Regions from separate parts of the Mus musculus genome. Here all the other regions are linked to region 1. Evidence: chromatin contacts called from public ChIA-PET, HiCAR-type, HiChIP or PLAC-seq and promoter capture Hi-C data. All regions are on one chromosome and are shown on one strand. Each heading gives the region's core, a stretch centred on a gene start, on an enhancer-like site or on the middle of the called end of the contact. The rest is flanking DNA. Distances are from core to core; before and after follow the strand shown. Region 1 holds the start of Gng10 (guanine nucleotide binding protein (G protein), gamma 10). Region 2 has its middle 40 kb from the start of Mir3095. Region 3 holds the start of Inip (INTS3 and NABP interacting protein). Region 4 holds the start of Hsdl2 (hydroxysteroid dehydrogenase like 2). Region 5 holds the start of Ptbp3 (polypyrimidine tract binding protein 3). Region 6 overlaps E130308A19Rik (RIKEN cDNA E130308A19 gene).

Evidence for each region. Promoter capture Hi-C pulls out the DNA fragments that hold promoters and counts their contacts. ChIA-PET counts read pairs in DNA pulled down with a chosen protein or histone mark. HiCAR-type assays count read pairs that join an accessible place to other places. HiChIP or PLAC-seq counts read pairs in DNA pulled down with a chosen protein or histone mark. Capture Hi-C pulls out chosen DNA fragments and counts their contacts.
Region 2: a contact with region 1 is called in an H3K27ac HiChIP or PLAC-seq map of large pre-B cells, with 5 times the contacts expected there. The contact joins the enhancer-like site here to the promoter of Gng10 in region 1. A contact is called at or near these places in 5 of 39 promoter capture datasets (the 3T3-L1 cell line, cranial neural crest, maxillary cranial neural crest and 2 more) and 1 of 115 datasets of contacts at active chromatin or transcription factors (large pre-B cells).
Region 3: a HiCAR-type map of astrocytes shows a contact between it and region 1, with 3 times the contacts expected there. The contact joins the promoter of Inip here to the promoter of Gng10 in region 1. A contact is called at or near these places in 5 of 39 promoter capture datasets (the HPC-7 cell line, hippocampal neurons, liver and 1 more), 1 of 484 Hi-C or Micro-C datasets (bone marrow-derived macrophages), 3 of 115 datasets of contacts at active chromatin or transcription factors (the 230-238 cell line, astrocytes and large pre-B cells) and 1 of 9 other capture datasets (liver).
Region 4: a promoter capture Hi-C map of adipose tissue shows a contact between it and region 1, with 4 times the contacts expected there. The contact joins the promoter of Hsdl2 here to the promoter of Gng10 in region 1. A contact is called at or near these places in 14 of 39 promoter capture datasets (the 3T3-L1 cell line, the C10 cell line, the HPC-7 cell line and 8 more), 1 of 484 Hi-C or Micro-C datasets (forebrain), 17 of 115 datasets of contacts at active chromatin or transcription factors (the 230-238 cell line, the SCID.adh cell line, T-cell acute lymphoblastic leukemia and 12 more) and 3 of 9 other capture datasets (adipose tissue, liver and macrophages).
Region 5: an RNA polymerase II ChIA-PET map of effector CD8 T cells shows a contact between it and region 1, with 26 read pairs. The contact joins the promoter of Ptbp3 here to the promoter of Gng10 in region 1. A contact is called at or near these places in 17 of 39 promoter capture datasets (the 3T3-L1 cell line, the C10 cell line, the HPC-7 cell line and 11 more), 1 of 15 datasets of contacts at CTCF or cohesin (CD8 T cells), 4 of 484 Hi-C or Micro-C datasets (Th1 cells, embryonic stem cells and olfactory sensory neurons), 8 of 115 datasets of contacts at active chromatin or transcription factors (the 230-238 cell line, the SCID.adh cell line, effector CD8 T cells and 5 more) and 1 of 9 other capture datasets (macrophages).
Region 6: a promoter capture Hi-C map of liver shows a contact between it and region 1, with 3 times the contacts expected there. The contact joins the enhancer-like site here to the promoter of Gng10 in region 1. A contact is called at or near these places in 5 of 39 promoter capture datasets (hematopoietic stem and progenitor cells, hippocampal neurons, liver and 1 more) and 1 of 115 datasets of contacts at active chromatin or transcription factors (pancreatic cancer cells).

What each region holds. Positions count from the first base shown.
Region 1 is chr4:59,033,852-59,036,551 of GRCm38.p6, reverse strand. Gng10 (guanine nucleotide binding protein (G protein), gamma 10) reads right to left here and starts at 1,396. Exons shown (of 3, transcript NM_025277.3): 1 at 1,234-1,396. The coding sequence starts at 1,314.
Region 2 is chr4:58,399,498-58,402,264 of GRCm38.p6, reverse strand. No RefSeq gene overlaps it. Among named protein-coding and RNA genes, the nearest start is that of Mir3095, 40 kb to the left of the region's middle. Within about 2 kb of position 1,279, at least 59 of the 459 cell types and tissues checked have an H3K27ac peak or open chromatin away from gene starts, as enhancers often do.
Region 3 is chr4:59,782,299-59,785,170 of GRCm38.p6, reverse strand. Inip (INTS3 and NABP interacting protein) reads left to right here and starts at 1,316. Exons shown (of 5, transcript NM_001013577.1): 1 at 1,316-1,443; 2 at 2,837-2,872.
Region 4 is chr4:59,580,186-59,583,051 of GRCm38.p6, reverse strand. It overlaps Hsdl2 (hydroxysteroid dehydrogenase like 2), which reads right to left and starts at 1,489. Exons shown (of 11, transcript NM_024255.3): 1 at 1,277-1,489. The coding sequence starts at 1,293.
Region 5 is chr4:59,548,016-59,550,715 of GRCm38.p6, reverse strand. Ptbp3 (polypyrimidine tract binding protein 3) reads left to right here and starts at 1,352. Exons shown (of 14, transcript NM_178164.3): 1 at 1,352-1,568.
Region 6 is chr4:59,665,329-59,668,172 of GRCm38.p6, reverse strand. All of the region lies in intron 1 of E130308A19Rik (RIKEN cDNA E130308A19 gene), which reads right to left. Among named protein-coding and RNA genes, the nearest start is that of E130308A19Rik, 41 kb to the right of the region's middle. Within about 2 kb of position 1,457, at least 10 of the 459 cell types and tissues checked have an H3K27ac peak or open chromatin away from gene starts, as enhancers often do. A contact at or near this core is called in liver, where this site is marked.

The DNA.
Region 1 (2,700 bases), core at 147-2,646:
GTCCCCGAAGATGTCACCCCAAACCCTTGTTTCTTCTACAGTCACCTTGCCTCCATTTTCCTTGACAAAATAAAAAAAATCTTTCCTATCAACCCAAAACCCTTTTTATTTTCGAAGAAAAAAAGGAAGTTATTTCTTTAAAACTTTTTTATTTTTAACCTGTCGGGCTTCCCCTACACCTTACTGGCACATCTCTGTACTGCGCGCCTCTTGTCCCTGGTTGTCTGAAATAATTTTGTGTATTAGTTTACCGTATCCACCCGAGTTCCCTATTCCCTGGAGTAGCACCAGGTCGAGGGCTAAAACAGAGGGAACTGACTAGCATGATGGTGTGTCCATACCTACCCACACACTTGGAATCACACTAGCTGCCAATCACACATTCAGCCAACAGAGTAAATCCTTGGCTGTGTTTGCGGGCCTTCATTTTAATTTTATCTCGCGGGTGTTTTGCCTGCATGTTTGTGCACACCTTGTGCATGCCTGGTGCCTGAGGAAGCCAGAGGAAGACATCGGGTCCCCTGAAACTGACGTTACAGACGGTTGTGAGCAACCTTGGGTGTGTGCTGGGAATTGAACCGGAGTCGTCCAGAACAGCAGTCAGTGAGCTGAGCCATCTCTCTAGCCTCCCCACCCCTCTCCTGACAATCCAACTCACCTTCCTCCTTTGAACTGTCCCTGGCAGCACGCTACAAGTTCCGCTCTTTGTCTATTTCACGCTCATATATTTTAATGACCTCTTTCGGCCTTTTTCTGTGGCCGTCTGTCCACACAACGAAATCTCTCCTGGATACCTCTGTAAAATCCACAGATCCAAAACGGAACTCACTTCCTCAACTCTCAAGGATCCCCCATGGGGCAGCAGAGGAAGGCAGAGCATCCTTCTCCAGCATCCATCTCGCTCGCATCTGTTCATTCGGTGGCCTCCCTCCCCATCTCTAAGCATCATCCTCCCGCAGCCGGGTGGGCAGAGTCCAGGTCGCCAGCGTGTCGCCAGCCTGTTGTAGACACGCCCACGGAGCCATCGGACCTGGTCCCTGGGACAGGCTGTGTCGCCAGAAGCACCCGGGATTCGGCCTGAAACCACCCCGCATCCACGCGCGGCTCGCGAGCACCCGAGGCCCCGGTGCGCGCCCGGCCCGGTAGCTCCCACTCCCGCCAGGCCGCGGTCTCCTGCGGGCCGCTCGGTCGCCCGTGGGGCTGGCGCTGGGGTCCGGCTGGACGAACGCTCACCTTGATCCTCTCCACGCCAGCCTCCAGCTTCAGCTGCTCCACCAGGCGCTGCAGGGCGCTCACGCTGGCCCCGGAAGACATGGCGGCTAAGGCTGCGCGAGGCTGGTTCGGCTGGGAGGAACGACCGCCGAGCGGGGTGCCGCCCCGGGGCGGGGTAGCCGCCGCGCCCGCCCCGCTGTCCCCGCGCTGGGGTCGCGAGCTGCCCGGCCCCGGTCGCCGGTGCCTCGGAACAAACCTAGGTGGCGCCTGCGCTGCGAAGGGAAGGACACTAGGACTTCACCGAAGAGCTAGTCAAACCTTCAAGGATATCCTGCTCGTTGGTCTGATATGGAATGAAATTACACCAGCCCTCTCACCCACTATCTATGGCCATTGTTTCCAGTCTTCTCCCGAGTTTTTTAAGTGTGCACATTGGTTTTACAAAACTGAGACCATTACGTTAAAACTTGAGGTTTTTTAGTTTTCTTGTTTCCTTTTGTTTTTTTTTTACACTTACTATGTAATAACTATATCGCCATCTTATACACCACCGTATCTGTCTGCACTGGGTAGTGCATAAGCTGGGTAGTGCATAAAGGCAATATGGATGAGCTTGCTAAACTTCAAAGCCCAAAGACTTTAAAGCATTGGTTTAATTACTTTAAAAAAGCTTCAAGGCCCCTCCCCAATCCAACCACGGGCGTCCCGGTTGAATTGGGGAGGGACTGGAGGAAGCTGACCTCATCGGAAGACCAGCAATCTCAACTGACCTGGACCCCCGAGATCTCTCTCAGACATTGGGCCACCTGCCAGCCACACAGCATACACAGGTATAGCAGAGCACTGCCTGGTCTGACCTCAGTGGGAGAAGACGCGCCTAACCCTTGAGAGCCTTGAGGCCCCAGGGAGTGGGGAGATCTGGTGGGGTAGTGGTAGTGGGGTGGGGACATCCTCTTGGAAATGGAGGGGAGGGGTAGGGGTGGGGTAGGGAGAGAAATGGAATGAGGAACAGTCAGAAAGCAGACCAAGAAGAGGATAACAACTGGACTGTAAAAAAAAAAAATTAAAGAATAATAATTTTTAAAAATTAGGAATAGTTTCAAGGCTCAAATTCTCATCTCCTGATTCAACTCTGAGGGTTGGCCTCATCTTCAAGGTGGATAGACTCAGTAGTGCTGTGGGGGGAAAAAAATCCATGCTTTCTTTTAGCCCTGTCTAAACATATGGGAGAGGAATTAGAATCTCAAATGGGTTCTCCCTGGCTTGTATTGAATACCAGCCTTCCCTTAAACCAATTGCTACTTAAAAAGGATTTGCTGTTGAAGTACCCAATTTCCAATCTGCTGAGTTTTCTCTGGACTTAAGAACCATCCAGGGCAAAGTCACCCACAAAACACACCCACAGCCGGGCGTGGTGGCCCACGCCTATAATCCCAGCACTTGGGAGGCAGAGGCAGGCGGATTTCTGAGTTTGAGGCCAGCCTGGTC
Region 2 (2,767 bases), core at 30-2,529, 630 kb after region 1:
AACCACACAGCTTTATTGTTCATTATCTGCTGTTATTATGAGGCCATGGGTTAGCTCTTGTGTGGGTCTGTAAGAGGGTGAGTTTAGTCTTCAGTACGAAACAAAATAAGATGTCTTTTGTTTGCATAATGGTGGCATCGCCATGTTCCACTTTCCTGGCATTTAGCCCGGGATTTTTTTTCTCTCTATGAAAGATAGAAAGGTTGGGTTTCTGCCACTTCTGTCATTTTAGGGGTGGGAGTGTGAGGGAAGTTACATAACACACTGTGGAAGCTGTTCTAGAAGAAATTGTCTTTGGCTGTAGGCAGGGAAAGGGGTATTTTGTGAGGTGGATGTTTTTGTTTTCAATCAGAAAATCCCTTTCCCTATGGTCACTTCTTATTACAGATAACACATCGATAACCATGCCATTTGCTGTTTGTCAGCATGCTGTCGGTCACTGAAGGTCGAAGACCAAGGTCAGTCAGAATGTATCTCTGGGCTTAGGGGATAGCTCAGTTAGCTGAGTGCTTGCCTGACAAATGTAAAGATACCAGTTTGATACCCAGAACCTGCGCTTAAAAAGCTGGGTGTGTTTGCACATTTTTAAATCCCAGGTGGATTTAAAAGCAAGCAAAGACAGGTGGATCCCTGAAGCTTGTTAGCCAACCAGCTTACTGGACTAGAGCATTTCAGGCCTGTGTGAGATTGTGTCTGGCCCCTACCTGTAGATACATTCATATGCACCCTTATACCTCTACACACACACACACACACACACACACACACACACACACACACACACACACACACACTGAGCTCTGACTAGTAGATTTCTCCCCTTTTCTCCAAGTGGGAAAAGTTTTGCAGTGCTGGCGACTTTGGAGAGAGAACTTGCTGGTTAACTAGTTGGAAGATTAATCGCTTTATTCTTTCAAGGCGCCTTCTTCCACATATGTCGACTTTTGAGCTGTTGTGGGCAACTGCTCAACTCCCAAGCTGATGAGCTTCTCATATGCTTCTCAGCCGCTGGTCTCCAGCCAAGCGTCGAATCATCTAACGGAGTGGCTGCCAGGGCCTTTTCTGTGTGATTCCCCACCACATGCCCACCCCTCCGCATTTCTGGAGACTTCTATTTCTCCTGAATATCCTTGTCTGGGAAAGATTATCTTGGCAAAGAAGCAACGGCATTGGGAAATCAGAGAGGCAGCTTCTTGGTTGATGGGCAGGGGTGGTGCCTTGCTGAATGTGGGCAGCAGCAGTGGGGAGCTTGGAGCGCCTCAGTCCGTGAGCGGTACATGTGAGCTCATTCCTTTCCTTAGATGACTTCAGCCACTTAAGGCAAAGAAGGATATCTGAGAGGCCTGAGAGGCCGGTTCCTCAAGCTGACCAGTCTTTTTCTGACAGAGCCGTGAGAACTACCCTGAGATTCAATGCATGGTGTTGGGAGCACTAAACGAACAGTTACCAACCAGGCCACGGTAGAATTACTCTTTAACCTTTGTGTGTGTGGTGTGTGTGTGTGTGTGTGTGTGTGTGTGTGTGTGTGTGTGTGTGTACCATGGCTATAGGTAAGAAGAACATCTTCAGGTGTTCTCTCCTCTCACTTTGTCCATTCTGGGGATCGTTAGGCTTGGTGGCAAGCACCTTTACTTCCTGAGCCATCTTGCCAACCAAGCCAAAAGAATTTGCATGTAGCTGGGCAGTGGTGGCACATGCCTTTAATCCCAGCACTTGGGAGGTAGAGACAGGAGGATTTCTGAGTCCGAGGCCAGCCTGGTCTACAGAGTGAGTTTCAGGACATCCAGGAGTATACAGAGAAATCCTGTCTCGAAAAACAAACGAACAAACAAAAACAAAAACAAAAAAGAATTTGCATGCAACTTGGGTATGTTAATATATAAACATGTACATATATCAATCATTTCTTGATATACTTACTTTAAAGCAACTTTTAGAATATATCTAATTTTCCCATTTATTAAAGATGGAAACCATTTGGGTACTAATGAGATGGATAGGCCTGTTTAGTTTTACACTGTTAAGTCATGGATAAACATCTGATACTGCAGGATGTGGAATATCTTAAACATTTTTCAGTTTATTAATATTTCACAATTGTCAACTGCTTAGCATGTATTTTGGCAATTTATCCTGCTACCAATCTTATTTACAATTATTCCCCAAACCAAAGCATTCACTCCTTTTAAATTTATTTATTTACCAAACACTGCTCACCTGCCTATTGAAAGGCACTGCTGCAGATGCCAGAAGCACATTTGTGAAGGCAACAGCCAAGGTCCCTTTCCTTCTAGTAGAGAGAGCTCACAGTGTTCACGGACATAATATGAACACCATGATTTCTTTAGTTGTGGGTTGCTTTAACGGAAGCTGAGACAGGAGGATCACTAGTTTAAAGTGAACCATATAGCAAGATCCTTTCAATATATAATAATCTAGAAAATAGATAGATGATGGATGAATAGATGCATAGATGGATAGTAGGAACAGATGTTATAGGTAATAAGGCGGTTGTCAAAGGTGGTGTCCCAAAGGAAGAACATTTTCCAGAGACTTGAATGTTAATCTGGTGTATGCTGAGTCTAATAATATAGCCACAAGTTGTTAGGCTTCCCCAGTCTCTCTACACACCACCCAAATCTTCTAGACTAGCCTGACTCAGGGATGTTTCCATTGCCAAAGTAGGGGAGGAGCAACACATCTCCTCAGCTTCTCTGTGACTTTGCTAGCATCATTGACTAACGCCAATCACATGGCACCATGACGT
Region 3 (2,872 bases), core at 67-2,566, 750 kb before region 1:
GTGAACTAAGTAAATCTTTGGTATTGAACTTACTGTTTCAGTCCTGGACTGTGCATTGTAAACATTAGCAAACATCAATTATTATTTTAGAAATAAGGTTTAAGTAGTCAATACTGACCTTAAACTTGCTATGTTCCTTGTTCAAGCTACATACCTTGGACAAAAGATCCTCTTCCCACTAAATTCCCAAGGCTGGATTAAGAAGTATACACTACCATGCCCAATTTTATGTGGTGTGAGGTATCAAATTCAGGGCCTCCTGTGTCCTAGACAAGGACTCTACCAATTTAGCTACATCTCCAACATCCCAAATATTAATTAAGAGCACAGGTGCAAGTTGTGGAGAGTGGTTGATAATCACAGAACAAATACACCTTAAAACATATTTATGTCTTTTGCATTTCTGTTTATTTGTTTGTTTGTTTGCAAATAGGGTTTCTCTGGGTAGCCCTGGCTGTCCTGGAACTCGCTTTGAAGGTTGGCCTTGAATTCATAGAGCTATGCCTGGCTCTGCCCCCCCCCCCCCCCCCCCACGCCACCACCGCCTGGCAAACGCTTTTACGTCTTAAGGTAAACGTCTGGATTTAGCGTGAGGCTATGCAGCATAGGGTAACTTCCAGTAGCATCTTGGTGTGGCGTTCACTCTTTTGTTTGTTTGCTTTTGAGTCGGGGGTTTCTCTGTGTAATCCTGACTGTCCTGGAGTTTGCTATGCAGACCTGGATGGCCTCAAACTTCGAGAGATCCGAGATCCGTCTCTGCCTCCAAGAGTGCTGGGATCAAAAGCATGCCTCACTGCTCTCAGCCGACACTTTCATTTTTAAAATTCAGATTATGCACACTAGTGAAAACTTGTACCTATTTAGTGCTCACCTTGTGTATAATTATTGACTCAGACGGTAAACAACAAAAATATTCCTGGGATGGTTGTTAAAACCTGAAAGTGTGCTCAACCTCCCTCTGAAGCTCTACTGAAGTGGATTAACATCAGGGTTAAATAAATCCTGACAGACAGACAGACAGACAGACAGACAGACAGACAGACAGACAGCTAATCTCCTGCAAACCTGAAGGGGAAAAAAAAAGAATCAATTTAGGTGCTAGGGACCCTGCTCTATTCCTGCCAATCAGCGTTTGGCTCCGCCCCCAATTGTACGGCCTGCATCTCCCGTGAGCCTCTTCGACTGTCATTCTTCGGAAGGGAAACCCTTTCCGGCCGAAGAAACGCTTAAACTACGAATCACTTGGGGTAGCGTCCGTTGCGTCCAGTCGATAGGCGGGACTTCCGCTTCCAGGGGGCCCGTCAGTCAGGAGGCGGAAGTTGGTGCCGGCGGGAAGGTTGTAGCGCGGTGCATTGCTGCACTCTCGCCGGGTTCTGCGTGGGCGCGCCCCCCTGCACGGCTGCGACCGGACAGCGAGCTTTCTCCAGGCTCCTCGCATTCCGGGTAAGTAAAAAGGACTGGTGACGCCAAGAGAAGGGTGGCCCGAACGCTGGCCACGGGGCAGCGGCCTCGCGCGGCATAGTGTGCGAGGGTTTCTCACTTCCCGTTGGGTTTCGCCCACCCCGCGCGCGGGCGGGGACTCCTGGGTCACCCTGACCCTTTCTCAGGGTGGCCTTGATAGCCTTCGGTACGAGCTCGGCTTCGCCCATGCCGTGCTCCAGCCCCAGCCGTGGGAGACGCGAGTCCTTTCCACCCGGCATCTGCTTAGAGCTCGTGTCTTCGCTCAACAATAGTTCTCTACTTCCGCAATCCCGTTCGCGCCTTGTTTTGTTTTGAGTCAGGGTCGGGCTGTGTAGCCCTGGTTGGCCGGGTACTCGGGGTTCTTCTGCCTCATCTTCCAGAGGGCTGGAATTACCGCTATGCGCGGTCACGTTTTTAAAGAGCACATTTGTTAAATTAGTTTTCCTTCCCCCGCCCCCTCCATCCCCAATCCCGTGTGATTACTTGAATGAAACTCAAGGGTCGAGGAGTTTGTCTTGTGATTCCGGCGTGGCCAAATGCAAAACTTTTATTTCTAAACTTAGAGATGAGCAGGCTTGGGGTTGGAGAGGTGGCTCAGCCGGTAAGAGCACTTGCCCAAGCATTAGGGTCTGTGTTGGAATCTCCCGGCATCCATGGCCGAAGACAGACACCTGCACCCCAGAGCTGAGGGAAGGCAGAGACGGAGGATCGGTGAGGGTGGCAGCCTAGCTCCGGGCTCAGTGAGAGACCCTGTTTTCAAGGGAAGAAGGTAGAGAGTGATAGCACAAGGCATCTGATGCCTTTTCCTGCCCTGCTCACACATGCACCACACACACAAAGGAACCAGGAGTCCAGGTTTCCTTACTAGTTTTGTGACTGTTGGCCTCCACGTACATAAAAATGCTCATTAAAAAACATTTTTGGGGACACATCTTACACAATATATGGCGCAGAGTAGATACTTGTTAGGTTGGTTGGTTCTTTCTTTCCTTCTTTCTTTCACCAGCACAGCAAATGCTGGAATTTGTTTTTTAAATGAACGGAGAGTGCTTTTTATAGAATTTTATTTTTCTTCCTAGCACTGATTATGTGGATACTTTACAAAAGGTTGATATATTTGGTAAATACATCTTGATGATGTAAATTAAAAGTTATGCTAAATGTTGGTATTAACAACTTAAGTCCTAGAAAAAAAAAATGTTCATTTAATGAAGTGCATGAGGAATTTGCAGAGCTAAATTTCTGATTTAAGTCTGTGTTTTTTACGTGTATCTTTCTTAAGAGACTAAGAAACCAAACTCAGCCTAGCTGTTCTTTTTTGAGTCTGTAATTTAAGGCCAGTGCATTTTATGTGTGCACAAAAATTTTTTTACAGATGATTGTAAAGTCCTGATCAGTGGCCACTGAATAT
Region 4 (2,866 bases), core at 240-2,739, 550 kb before region 1:
AAACAGGTTAAGTACATAATGGTCTTCAATAATAGTTTGCAACCATTAAAGAGGACAAGGACAGGCTCATGCCTTTAATCTCAACTCTGGGGAGGCAGAGGCAGGAGGAACTCCCTGAGTTCAAGACCAGCCTGGTCTACAGAGAGAGTTCCAGGATAGCTAGGGCACAGACAAACCTTGTCTCAAAACAACAACAACAAACAAAACAAGAGGACAAAGACAAGCTGTGTGTACTGGAAACCTAAGTATGTGCCAAGACATGTCAGGTAAAAACAGCAAGCCCAAAATGGAGTTTGCTACTATTTTCTAAAAAGAAGGTATCCCTGTAAGGTATACAAAATATGTTGATAAGTACAAAAAATACAAACAGAAAGAAACTGGAGTTTTAAAGAGACTTATACCCTTTTGAACTATTTAAGTCTTTTAGCTGTCTATATGTGTCAAACTAATTACAGAATGGGCTTAACTTGTCACTCTGCTTAAGATAAACTTTATAGAACATAGTGGACCTACCTGAGTTCAGCAGGAACCAAGGGCAAGAAGAATCGGGAAGAACATTGTTTAATGGGTATTTGTTTTGATTTTGTAAAGTCCTGGTGACTGGCTGCACAATTGTGTCTCTATATAAGTGGGCTTGGGGGAGGGGGTGTAGACAAGGTTCTAACTCTGTAGCGTTTGCTGACAGAGTGAGCCTAGCACACTCACTATGTAGACCAGAACAGCCTCGAATCAATAGATCTTCTGACCCTGCTTCTGAGTGCTGGCATTAAAAGCAGGCGCCACCGCACCTGGCTAGGCTGGGATAAATATACTTCATTTTTAAGTAAAATAAATAAATAAACCCCTTACCAGAAATGTTCGTATTGTAACATTTTAACTCGCTACTAACTTGAAAACCATTTTCAAAACACCATTCTTCTATTATTCTACAATCAAGCATACAAACAGAAAATCTGAAGTCACTGTCTCAAGCGACCTTTCGCCTAGAAGATGAAAGCAACATTGTCACCAGGCCAAGCTAAAGGCGAGATGGGGCTACAACGGGTCGTCGGGGACACCTACGCTCGCGACCTTTCCCCGTGGAGTATCTGACACCACTGCCCCTTGCAGTGTACAACTTTTGAGTCTCAGTAGTACAGAACTTTGGGTTCTCGTGCATGCGCAGGTCCCAGCGACTCTATCTTTCCGCGAACCGGTGTTCCAGAGCGCGCGGCTCTGGGTTGCGCCGGCGACCTGCCGACTGGCCCCTGACCCCATCCCACCCCCGTCCTCTTACCCAGTGTTGGGCAGCATGACCTTCGCAGTTCAGAGAACTTGGTGGCAGTGGAACAGCAGCGAGCTGTGAGTGACAGGCGAACTTTCTCTCCGCATTTAGCCGCGCCCCGGGCCCCGCCCCGAGACCCGCTCGGGGACCGGCCCTCCTACAAGACCGAGATCCTACAAGACCGAGAGCTTACAAGACGGTGTGCGCCTGCGCACACCGGGCACTGGGCGGTTCTTCCCGCAGTTCTACAAACGACACCCAGGAAACCAACGCTCTGCGCAGGCGCTTTGGAGTACACCTCCGCCCCGCCCCTTTCCCGAGTCTGTAGGTGACAATCAGTTTCTCCTGTGGGCCACTGGCGTGTCTAGAGCATCATTACTACGTAGGCTTTTCCTCCTCAGCCTAGGTTCGGCGCATCGACGGCTCCCAGCCAGCCAGATGGCGGATTGAGGGGCGCTCCGGGGACTGACTTGAGGGTGCTGGGCGTCGTTTTCCCCTGTCTGTCCCCGAGCCAAGGCGCTCTCTCCGAAGAACACTTGTAGACATCTGAAAAATGCTTTTTGCAGAAGCCGGTCACTCTCATTTTCGCTGCCACTGAATCTAAATTTAGCCTGACCTCCAGTGTCTGGAGACAGGAGTTTCTGGAAGAGATCTTTGCAAAGGTCTCCCGCAAGCGTTCATCGTATGATCCGGGCCACAGAAATCAAGGTTGGAGAAGGAATCCTCAGTCCTGGAATGAATGCCGGAATGAGGTCGAGTCTGGGATTCAGTTTCGTTCTTGGAGTTATACCTAACTGAGCTACCCAGGAAATGAAATTGTTTTGTATTTTGTAGCGGGAGAAAAAGATGCTAACGAGGTTGTTATCTAAAGCTTAGTTCAGAAAACAACTTAAGACAGGTAGGTATATACTCTCCTAATTGTCAAACTTGCTGGATCTTTTGGAAGAGCAGCCAGTGCTCAGACAAGAGAAACCTGCACATCAAATCCTACACTCTCCTGACCCTGCGCAGCTAGAGCAGTTATTACTCCCTCCCTCTCCCTGACGATACCCCCACCCCCGCGGGGGGTGGGGAAAGGCAAATGCCAGCCTTGAGAACAAAAGAAAAGCAGCATACCCTAGCCTCCACGTCACTTAAACTCGACCCCTTTTGATTAACAACCAACATTTCTCACAGTGCAGATGGCTCCTTGCTGTTGAAGGAAACCGAAGCCAATACCCTTGAAATGATAATAGCCCACTCTTAGACTATGAAAAAGAGACAAACGTTCCCAGACAGCTGTGGCCGGTTGTAAACATATCAGAAGCGGTTCTGATAGCACAAGTTACTCTTCCCAGGTCAGAAAGGTACCTTTTCAGCTACACGGTTCTGCCCTGCTGTCTGAACAAATGTTATCAGGTTTAAAGGACAGCATTCCTTTACCCTCTCCTATATTGCCAACACAAAAACCCGCTTGCGGGTTTTTTTCTTTATAAACCCCCTTTACTTAGGCCTGGGGGTTCACTCTTTCCTGTTCTGTCAGGAAGGTTGGTGGCCCAAGCTCGAGCTTAAATAAAGACCCTCATGCGATTACAGTGGGGTATGATTCCTGGTCCTCTCCTT
Region 5 (2,700 bases), core at 103-2,602, 510 kb before region 1:
CTGGTCCGCTGCTTTTCTCTGACATTTTATTATTACTTTATTTTTCTGTGACCTAGGATGGCCTGAAACATACTATGTAGCTCAAGGTAGCCTTAAACTCAGGTAGGAATTATAGGCACAGTTATGTGCCTATATACCAAGTTGCTATTTTAAAATCCCATGTGGCAATGTAGGGTGGAAATGTTTCTAAACTTAATGTTTAGATTTAACATACAAAATGTTTTTTGACATCTTCTTGAAAAGGGGAACTGAAATTTCTTTAAAAATGACCTTCCTGAATTGCAAGCTGGTTATACTTTTTTTTTTTTTTTTTTTTAAAGAAGTGTCTACTTATTTTAAAGTAGGTAATCAGGAAAGAGATTGAAGTTGTTACTTCCTTTGAAATGGTGTGGGCAGACTTTGAAGACATGGCTTAAATGGCTCAAATTTCAATGATCTGTGAATTGAAAAAGCATTCCGTTCGTTCAGAAGTAGATGTGCTTTGAAAGAGGGGGAACGTGTGTTCTCACTAGTTATACACATTATATGTACTAAATAGCTGTTTTACGTTTTACGTGTAACTTGGTTTTGCTCATACTAGAGGAAAGGGTTTTGGTGCAAACAAAACATTTTCTGGCTGTGAAATTTCGGAGATCTCTCGCGTACCTGGGAAAACATTAATCCTTTCCAATCAGGCTCCCCCAGCCCCGCCCCGCGGAAGGATGAATAAATAAACTTATAAAATACTGGCATTGTAATGGCCATTAAATAGCTATGCAATGAAAGTTTCTTTTAGTATTTGATTGTTGGGTAGAAAAGCACTCAGATTAAAACCGTGTGAAAGTGAAGATGGACTTCAGTCCTGGGCAGTCTCATCTACTTCATTTCTTTCCCAACCACACCTATCCGTCCAGTGCAGGTCTCGGAGGTCAGGGTCTGGCGGACAGGCTACCGTCGCTGCTCTCAGGTCCGGAAAGACCACTGTCCACCCCTGCCCCGTGGACGTCGCGCGGGTCCCCTGCCGTGCTGCCAGCAGTGTCGCCCGCCAGTAGTAACTCTGCTCTGCTTCAAAAGTTCCCTGGGGTCCCCAGGCTTTTCTAGCCAGCACCGTTCAGGGCCCTAAGCCTGAGTCCCGGGAGCCGGAAGGCCCGCGGGCTTGTAGGAGGGCGAGTCGCGAAGCGGGAAGCACAAGGCGCGCGTTCCCGCGAACGCAGGCGCGACGCTGGGCGGGGGGCGCGCACGCGCGCGGAGGCATGGGCGGGGGTGGTGGTGTCGGGGCGGGGCAAAGAGGCGAAGGCGGGAAGAGGGCGCCCTGGAGTCCAGCCGAGCCCCGGGAGGGCGTCGACGCCGAGGGGGCGGGGCCAGGCGAGGCGGGAACGCGCTCGCGGGCCGGGAGGGCGGGGGCGCGGCGCTGGCGAGAGCGTGCCCGGTCCCCGCCCCTGTTTCCCACTCTTCCTTCCACCTCTGACCGGCCGGAGCTGCGGAGCGGCTCCGCTCGCTGGTTTCCCGGAGCCGCCGCCCGCTTTCTCCGCCCGCGGTGAGCCCGTCAATCCCCGCACAACGCGCTCCTCCATCTGGGCCATGGATGGGTAAGTGCCGGGTGGCCGTTCCGGGGCTGCGCTGGCCTCGTTTCCTCTCGGCGACGCGTCCCGCCGAGGCCGGGGAGCAGGGCGCGACGCCGGCTAGCGGAGGAGCGGCCCGGGGCTAAGCCCGACGGCAGGGACCTTGGGAGCGCGGGGGTCTGTCCGCCGCGGTCTCCGCTTCCTGCGCGCGGCGCCCCCGTCACGTCCGCCCCTCGCAGCCTCGGGGCGCCTTCGGGAAGCAGAGACGAGCCAGGGCCGGGGTGCCGGGCCGGACTCCCCACACTTCCTCTCAGAAAATGGTGCGCGGCGCTGGCGGGGGCGGAGGCTGAGGCGGCCGCGGCGCTCGGGGAGTTGCTGTTTACCGGTGGGGTGGGGCGCGCGGCGGAGCTTTCCCCCGGCGGCGGGCCCGGGCGAGCGGCGACAGCCGTCTGGGCGGCGACCGGGTCTCGAACTGCGGGCCCGTGCGGGTCTCGGAACCGGCGGGGTCTCCCGATTTGGGCTGTGAGATACGTTAACCACTTCTAAATACCGAGCGTCTGCACTTTATCACCAGGGACGCTTCCTCTTCGTTCCCCACCCCCAAGAAACTTCGTGAATTCGCCTCGGGCGATGTCAGATATTGTGTAAGTGTAGATTTCCGGGCGCTTTCAACTGCTCGGTTTAAATGGGGTCTGTGACTAAAAGGGGGAAAAAAAAAAGAAAAAAGAAAAAAAAAAAAAGATTTACAGTCACCTTTTCCGAGCTCGTAATTTCTCTGGGAACTCTGGAACATGGGGCAGGACCTGATGTATTTTAATAAAAAGCGTGAATTGAGGGTCATATAGTCAAGATTAAAAAAAACCACCAACAACTCCAAGTCAATTAGAAATTCCACCTTTTATTTATTTAAACCTTTGCCGTTTGAGTTGTTCCTTAACCCCCTCCCCCGCCGACTTTTGTTGACAAGGATTCTATAAACTGCGGAATGGTGGAGCATATAACTTGTTTGAAAAGTAAAATACATTTAGTAACTTGCCGCGTAGTTGATCATACGTGTTTAAGTGAGGACACTAGAATTTTACAATTTTTGCCCTCGTTAGGTTTCGTTTATCTTAATTTCACAATATTGTGATATATGGTTTATCTCATTTGAATGCAG
Region 6 (2,844 bases), core at 208-2,707, 630 kb before region 1:
ATGGTAAACCATTCCACACCAGTACACATCCAAGGAAATGACCACCCTGCCACCACTCGCTGGCATGTATTTCTCAGTTAGAAAGAGGAAGAGACAGGGTGCTGATCATTAGTGTCAAGGGTCATTTTTAAGAGAAGGTGCGTCTTTAAATACATTTCTAAATGTTAAGTCAAAAAGTATTGTTCATTGTTCTTTAAGCTTTCGCCTTTCTTACTCTCCTCTCTAGCCCTCCCCCCCCCCTCTCTCCCTTCCCCCCTCTCTCCACGTGGCCATGGCCGGCCTCTCTCTCTTTCTATCGTCTCTCTTTCCCCCTGCCTTTCTACAATAAAGCTCTAAAACCATAAAAAAAATTATTGTCATTAAGAGAGAAAGAAACAAAAGTGGATGGGAAGAAAAGAAGGAAGTTTACTTTACTAGGAAATTTTAAATCCACCTTTAATTGCACTAATTTGAACATATCTGAAGACTAGAATACAGCTCTTTAACACACACACACACACACACACTCCCAAGGATTAACGGCCTGAAAAGGTTGCTCTGCGAATTCCAAGTTTGAGCCATGGGCTTTATTCACCTTCCTACACTACCAGAAGCTGAAAACCTAGAGACAGCTAGACAATGTGAGATATTTTTACTCCTAAGGTTCCTAGAATATCTCCGGGGCCACCAGGCCCCTCAGTGAAAAATATGAGATTATTTTTGTGTGTCCAACAACACTGCAGGGGTGACAGGCTGTGACCCTAACCCGAGGTTCTCCACTTCTATTCCAGTGAAACAGACAGCAGAGTCATGGACTAAATCAACACTGGACACTAACCTTTCTACCTTATCACTGCCTTGTATGATGGAAGGGGAGAGCCATTCAATACTAATTATAAATAAACAAGATACAGAGAAATCTGAAAAAAGACTAAAATGAGTCAGTGAATAATACGGAAAACCAAGTAGGACTATTTATTTTCAAAAGGCCTCTTAACCTTTAGTATCTGGATAAAATTCAAAAGAGGAACCAATAGACTGCTCTATCCCATACTCTTGCCAAAAAAAAAAAAAAAAAAAAAAACTTTACATAGTAATACATGACAATTCATTTCTACTTTAAAAACAGAAGAGAAGTGTCACACTATCTATTAAAAGGACTCACTATTAACACCTTGGTTTTTTTCTTCTAGTCTTTCACCTGTTCTTAGGGTCAGTTTCCTTGAAGCAAAGTTGCATTACACTGCATGTCATTCTACCAGTGTGTGTCAGGAGAAGCAGAGCCTGGGTATATAATGGAATTACTGAGTTTCATAACAGACTCGGAGATATTTAGCTAGAGAAAAAACATATTAAGAATTCTAGGCTTTTGAAAGCTAAACTTAATTTCTGGCAAGCATGCCTGGTAATTACAACCAAAAGCCAAATATTGTGGAGTCCGTTTTTAGATGAAGCAATCTTCCCACTCAGCACATGCAATCACTGGTGCACTTCTGGAAGAGTGGTATCTGCTCAGCTGCTGAAAGCAGGAGGAGACACATCAAGCTTCTCTAATGGGACCTGGAAAGCAAAACTTGTATCTCAACAAACTGAGAAAGCACAAAACTGTGGTCATCTGTCAGCAGGCAGGAGAGCTAGCCCAGGGGTCATGAAAGCAAGAGACCTAGCCCTGCTCCCACCTGCTGCAGCACAGAGCAGGCCCTGCACCTTGCCTGTACAGCACAATAGAGCTGGCCCTAGATGTAGGAGTTGCAGGTGAGCCGGCCCCAAGTATGTGAGCACAAGAGAGCCAGCCCAATGTCTTGTCTGCTGGGCAGTGGCAAGGACAAGGGAGAAATACCCTCCTCCCTTCTCTTATCACTCACCATCTACAGCAGATGAGAAAGCTGGCCCCAGGATTATGAGTGGGAGAACTGGCCATGTCTCTCACTGGCTGTGGCCTCCCTTTGAGAACATGCTCTGCACCTCATCTGAGCAGCAGGGTAGAACTGGCCTGGTTTGCAGGGGTTTGGGGGAGCTGACACAGAGGGCATTAGAGTGGTGGGAGACCAATGGTCTGACCATCTCTGATACCTCTCAGGCCCAAATCAAGGGTTTTGAATTGGTGCACCCCAACATCTACCCCATCAATGAATTGCTGGAGTGCATGAAGGGGCCGGTCCAAAAATATAGAATCTTATGACATAGAGCAACTACAGGATATCCCAGTGAAGTTCCAGTATTGAAGCCAGAAGTAGCAGAAGCCAGAAGCCTTGAGTCATTGCAGTGAAGATTACAAGCAATGTATAGACAAAAGGGTATACTGTGACACTACAGTTTCGATGAGATTATGTTTTTATCTGTTTCAGGGGAGACTGCAAAAGTGGAGGGCCGGTATGAGGGGAGGGAGAGATGAGTGGGACTGGGATGCATGATGTGAAATTCACAAAGAACCAATAAAAATTGAAAAAAACTCTTAAACCTGTGGCCATACACACAGTATTAAGCTATACAAATAATCACACACACACAAAATTCAATATTGAAAAAGAAATTAATTTTGCTTTTTGTTTTTCAAGACAAGGTTTTTCTGTATGTCCTAGCTGTCCTGGAACTCACTCTGTAGACCAGGCTGGCCTCAAACTCAAAGATTCACCTGCCTCTGCCTCCCAAGTTTTAAGACTAAATGAATACTCTATCATACCCAAAAATATTGAAAATATTCCGATCTGTTCACATCCTGGCTCATCCATGCAAATCCACATATCCCAAACCCTACACAGGATAACTAAGATTATTTAAATTTTCCAGACTGACAGCTGAGAACCTTGTAGGACCAGAAAAATTTTAAAAAGGTCAAAAAAGCAGATTGTAACAAAGGACAAA